2 separate regions of the Mus musculus genome follow, and region 1 is linked to region 2. A link is a contact called in public Hi-C data. All regions are on one chromosome and are shown on one strand. Each heading gives the region's core, a stretch centred on a gene start, on an enhancer-like site or on the middle of the called end of the contact. The rest is flanking DNA. Distances are from core to core; before and after follow the strand shown. Region 1 has its middle 54 kb from the start of Olfml3. Region 2 has its middle 19 kb from the start of Gm25199.

What was found. A called contact is a pair of places that touch in the nucleus more often than the background predicts.
Region 1: a Hi-C map of the N1E-115 cell line shows a contact between it and region 2, with 2.6 times the contacts expected there. The contact joins two enhancer-like sites. A contact is called at or near these places in 1 of 39 promoter capture datasets (stem cell-derived epiblast-like cells), 3 of 484 Hi-C or Micro-C datasets (the N1E-115 cell line, bone marrow-derived macrophages and nephron progenitors) and 1 of 115 datasets of contacts at active chromatin or transcription factors (embryonic stem cells).

Annotation. Positions count from the first base shown.
Region 1 is chr3:103,682,447-103,685,210 of GRCm38.p6, reverse strand. No RefSeq gene overlaps it. Among named protein-coding and RNA genes, the nearest start is that of Olfml3, 54 kb to the left of the region's middle. Within about 2 kb of position 1,285, at least 88 of the 459 cell types and tissues checked have an H3K27ac peak or open chromatin away from gene starts, as enhancers often do. A contact at or near this core is called in the N1E-115 cell line, where this site is marked.
Region 2 is chr3:103,463,565-103,466,556 of GRCm38.p6, reverse strand. No RefSeq gene overlaps it. Among named protein-coding and RNA genes, the nearest start is that of Gm25199, 19 kb to the right of the region's middle. Within about 2 kb of position 1,261, at least 32 of the 459 cell types and tissues checked have an H3K27ac peak or open chromatin away from gene starts, as enhancers often do. A contact at or near this core is called in the N1E-115 cell line, where this site is marked.

The sequences.
Region 1 (2,764 bases), core at 36-2,535, 220 kb before region 2:
GGTGGGGAGGGGGTTGGGGTGGAGGGTGTGAGTGTGGGGTGGGATGAGGTGAGGTGAGGATGGGGGTGTGGCTGGGGTGGGGTGAAGTAAATTTAAACATCAAACTCATTCTCTAAAGAGCAATTTTAGTTCAACAACATAAACAAATCTAGTGCAACAAGAACACAGGCAGATCTTAGAGTAAGCTGAAAAGATGGTCTTAGGGTATTTTTAGTATAGAATACTGATGGACTAGAAGCAGCTGAAGCAGGAAGGCAATTGCTAGCTCATGGTGTGAGAACATCAGAGGCTGGGCCTAGGGACTGTGCTGGTGTTAGTTTCTCCAGAACTGGTTTCTCTTAGGGTCATAAAATGGTTGCAGCATCTACAAAGGTAATTGCAGCACCTGTGATGTTCTTTTGACAAATGCCTTGTCCCCAGGGGGCTTTGCTGTCTCTTGGAAACCTTTCCTTCTATGACCACTCAGTTATCAGACACCGTAAACTGCTTGCTCAGGTCTGTTTGTGCACAAATCAGCCAATGCAGAGTCCATGTTCCAAAATACTTTTTTAAAAATCAGGCTTTCACACCTTGGACCTCCCTCCACCTGCTCTAATCTCCTCACGGTCAGCCAGGAGGCAACTGGGAACAGTGTCTAGGCTCCAGCTTAAGCTGAAATGTAGTTAATTCTACACCTGGTTACTCAATGGGTCCATACTGCAGAGGACTTTAGGGGGACTCCCCTCTGTTCCTACCTATTCCTGAATGCCCATAGGTGTCCCCATGTGGCTCTGGATAGTGTGGCAGATTGCTTTTTTCTTGAAAACTGAGAACAAACTATTTTTTCCAAAGCCAACTGTACTTGAATAATAATAAAGGCTAAGTTTCCAAACAGTACAAAGCCATGAATGGGTACCTAACAAGATTACATCTGCTTTCTGAAGACATTGGGCTGAAGGTATGGGATGTCAGGTAGACAGCTGTATTTCTGTCCTAAGCCCTAAAAGACTACAAGTTAAGAGGAAAGAGAAAACTTTCCCGGATGCGTGTGCTTCCCACGAGAGCTGAGGATCCCAGCTGGACTTGACGTTGCTCGGTAGGGATGGCTAACAGGTGTACTTGATGTGAAGAGAGTGCCTGACTTGGCCAGAGAATTTGATTTGGTTCTTGGCTCTTAATCACTTCCCTTGGGAATGGGAGCAGACTTGGGAAGAAGTCCTCTCATCAAATGAACCAGCCTGGCTGTGTGCAGCACTCTGATCCCTCCCCTCCTAGGAGTCTTGGTTGCAGAAACAAGATGCTGTGACAAGAACAGTGGCTCATAAGATCTATTTCTGCCCTCTGCTAGTGACTCATTGGATGACTCAAGGTGAATCTACCAATCTCCGAGTGCCACCCCCATCCCTGGGGAACAGACCATGGCAGAGTCGACCCCCACCCCCACCCCGACACACACCAAGGTCAGCTGTCTATAGGGGCTGGGCAAAGACCACCAGCTGCGTTCCCTGCGGCTCAGCCCCTCCTGGCCTTTCTGGCTCGTCCTCTCCTCCCACTCTCCAGCTTTATTCCCTGCCTTTCCCTTTCCCGAACAGCACCGCTCCTAAGTAACCCAGACAGGTGTCCTGGGATGGCTCTGCAAACTCTGCAGGCTCCCCCTGATCTGCGGGGGAGCAAGCCGGTGATTGCTTGCTATTAGCAACTCGGTTTGCAGGATAAATAATGTGAACCTGAGTGCTGGCCCCCGTGGGATAGGGCAGATTTCCATTTTGCATCGGGTCAGCTTCCGAAGCGCTGGGGCTTTGAGTGTTAATCGTTGGTTCTCTCCAGGCACCCCTCCCCGGGCTTTACAACGCTCCAGTCCTGGTGGGACTTTACATTAGAATCCGACCGAGAAACTATTGCCCTTTTCATTGTTTTCCTTGCAAATTAGTTTTCTAGATTTAATGGCTCTGGTTGCTGAGCAGATTGAAGAAATTGGGGCGGATGGTGAGGTGGGGTGAGCTGGGGAGCCCATTACAGGCGCTTGGCTATTGGCTAGGCCCAGAACTTTGAGGCTTTGAGATTTAGGTAGATTAATTCTCACGGGGGGGGGGGGGGGAGAAGGGGGTGTCTGTGAAGTGGGAGTGAGCTTTCTCTTTCCCTGGAAGGAATTTTATTTGTTGTTATTGTGTGTTTAAAAAAATTTTTTTTAGAGAACTGTGGTGTCACAATATAATAGATTGCAAAGGTTCTCTATGGGATGTGGGGGTGTGTTGTATTGCTCAGTTGTGGGCAGATCTTGTTATAGTCAGACATGGGGATTGAACATTGCAGAAGATGGCTTCATTAGTGCTGTACAGCAAAAGAGTAAAAGCAAAATAAGAAGGGAAAAACCCAAACCTGGGATGCCCTGGTCTGGAAATGTGGGCTTGAGTACATTCTGGGTGGGCAGACAGGGACAAGATGCATTTGCATTTCCAGGAAACCAGGGCCAGGCTGAGCTGGGCTGCGCTGCACTGCATTTGACACTGGAGGAGGTCAGCGGGCCTGTGTGAAGGATGGCAGGAGCTGGTAACCTGGCTGATTCATCTCTGAGTTTAGGAAGTGTTAGTCATTTGTGCAGTGAGTTGAGACCAAACAGTGCCTCACAGGCTGGAAAACAAGGCTGAGTGGGAGTTCCCACAAGGGGCTGAGCTTCACAGTAGGAAGATGGACGCGCATGTTGGGATGTGCAGCAAGAAAAACAACTATTAGTGAAGGAGAACTTGTGGAGAGGGAGACTGTGCCAAGGGAGCGGCATCATTAG
Region 2 (2,992 bases), core at 12-2,511:
ATACATTTCAAGATTTAGCAATGTTGACGTTTTCACAGTGATTATAAGGTTGCTATTCTTGCCTCTCTCCATCACTTACCCATTTTGCTTGCTTGTTTTGTTTTTGTTTTCCGTGCCCTCCCAGACCTCTCCTTGAACAGATTGCTTTCTATTACCACAGTCTTAACACTCCACTCTGAGCCAAATGGTCCTCTGCCGTCTTTTTAGCATCTTCTATTCATCAGTGGGAGTTGTAATTACAAACACTCCAACTGTTGCTTAAATATTTGTCCCTTTCCCACACAGCAGCTGATTTCAAAGGCAGGAAGTCCTCACAAATGAGCACTGTGTTTATGTATCACTGTGGTTGTGTCTTTGTGCTGAGCCTGAGGAGAAGAGATTTCCCATCCCCCTTCATTCTCTACCTGCCCCCCTCACCCACTCCAGCCTGGCCCACCAATTAGAATGCCTCACTATGTCTGAAGAGCCAACAGAAAATCTCCACTTTCAAGCATTTCAGAAGCAAGCACCTGTGCGGAGTGGAGATCTCTCTGTAACCGAAAGTGTAAAAAGCTTTGAGTCTTTAGCTGAAGAAAGAATTTGTTAGAGAGAGGACTTCACACTGTAAGTTTTACCTTCAGTTTGGTGAAGGCATGGAGGGCAATCTTGTTGTTCTAGACAACACAAACTCTGTTAATAGGAGTGTGAAGAGGGCAAACCAGAGGGAGTCCACAGCCACCCAAGGCAGCATGTCTGAGATGTTTCTGTCTCTCCCTGGTAAAGCTCCTTGCTACCATCACCAGGAGGGACGTGCTACCTTTTAACACTGGCTCAGTCACAGAGCCAAACCTAAAGAACATCTAAGGCAGTCTGGGGTTTTTGGTTTCTTTCATTAGATTTTGTGAACTACTGAGGGCCAACAGGGACAGACACAAGGAAAATGTCAGAAATAATATTTTTCCAGGCCAGGCATGCAGAGTGCAGGGTCTTTCCCCAATCAGCACTGTGGCAGTCCATCGGTCAGCCCCTTCACATGCCATCTGCAGTGATCACATGCTAACCCCAGGGTAAGTCCAGCTTTAGAGCCCCTTGTCTGGGTGTCTCACTGCCTGGCTTCCAGCCTGCGTCTCCTCTGAGACCAGACAGCTTCAAGATGAGGATGGCTTGTTCACACAACTGTCACTTACTCAGCAAACATTTCCAGGCTCTCATTTCGATGCCAGGCATAGAGGTCAAAGGGCGGCGTGGCAGCAGCAGCAGCTCTACTTTCAGGTTTGTGTCCACTGGTCAGGGAAGCAGATGAGCAAACTATCAACCCTGCCAGACTATCAAGGGCGGAGACGGGCCATAGACAGAAAGCATTATCTACCTGAGACTGAGGGGTCAGGAGGAACTCCTAGAGCCTGACATGCTGGAGATGAGATGTGCAAAGGAGTGTGATTACTAGAGTCTTGAGCAGAAAGAGAGAAAAGGTCAAGGCAGGGACTGCATATGAAAAAGTGAGGGCAGTTAAATAGCTCACTCCTCCTCAGATCTCCAGCGACCCTGTCTGGTGGGAACTACGGGTATAAAGATGACTCTCGGCAGAAGAGGCGGGAAGGGGTCAGAAGGCAGTCTCAGGAAGGGAGGTGTGTACTGAGTGAGGCTGTAAACTTTATCCTGACAGAGTCCTGGAGCCAGTGAAGAATTTTAAACAGGGGGTTGACACAATCAGATTAGTGATTTCAAAACCCTGGTAGCAATGTTTAAATAATGGGGGAGGGGAGCAAGAAAAGGACAGGACTTGGTCTGGGACTTGCTGTAATAATAATAGAATAACAGAAAATGGCAAAGGATAAGGTTAGGCAGGTACCCATCAACTTTGTTATTTGCATAGCAGAGTTAAAGAAAGGATAAAGAGAGGGAAAACTTGGAACAACCACAGCGTTGTGGCTGAGACAATCAGTTTACAGCAATAGCTAATGTAACTGCGTAGTATGTAAATTATGTATTTTTTTCCTTTGTGGTTTCTCGTTTTCTCATTAACCTCTTTCTTGTCAGGGCCTATTATGTGCCAGGCATAGTTTTAGATACTGAAGACGATGAGAACAGAGTGTAGAACTAATCAGACGATTTTAGGGCAGAGACCTCCCCAGCCCCTGCAACAACAACAACAAACCCACAAGCAATTATGATCTTGTTCTTGGCCAGAAGTAGGCAGATTGGCTCAAAGCCCAACTCTCAGATGATCTACAGTCTCACTCTTGAGAGAGTAAGGTTAGGAAGCTAACAGGAACTAGGAGACTCGGAGGCCATTGAGGACACACTCCAACCTCATAGTCAGACTTTGGTCCCCGGCTTCTGCCACCTTGGCAACACTAGAAAGAGAAGCATCCATTTTGCCCCCTCCTTAAGATTTAAAACACCCCGTGAAAAGGTGAAGGTGGAGCCCACTAAGGAAAAGCTACTTCTTCTGCTTCCTAGGACAACATCTGACTTCTAACTCTGCTCCCAGCCATGCGGTTCTTCTCCTTCTTCTCCGCTCCAAAGATTGCATAACAGATTGCTGTCTCCTTCCTCCCTTAAGACTTAATGCAGCTGAGCCTGTCAGTCTCCTGTCCAAGAGATAACCTCTCACAAAGGCTCCTTGACTTAAAGATATGCTAAGGAGGTGGGAGGAATAATTACAAGCCCCTTAATGAGAGCAGTTAAACAGAAAAAGACGACGGGAAACCTTTATTAATCTGGCATTCATTTAATGAACAGAGCATACTCAAGGAAAGCCCACTGTTGTGTTTTATTTAAAAAGATAAGAGAAAAACAGGGTTGTGTTTGGTGGAGGCATGGTATGGTGTGGAGAAGGGGGTGCCTCTGCTGGCCCTTGCTGAGGTATCCCTTCCCTCTGAGGGACCAGCTACAAGATAGTATAGTATAGAATAGAGTTTATTCAGGGCATGGGGAGGGGAGCTGAAGGAATAGAGACAGAGAAAGGCAGAGAGAGAGAGAGAGAGAGAGAGAGAGAGAGAGAGAGAGA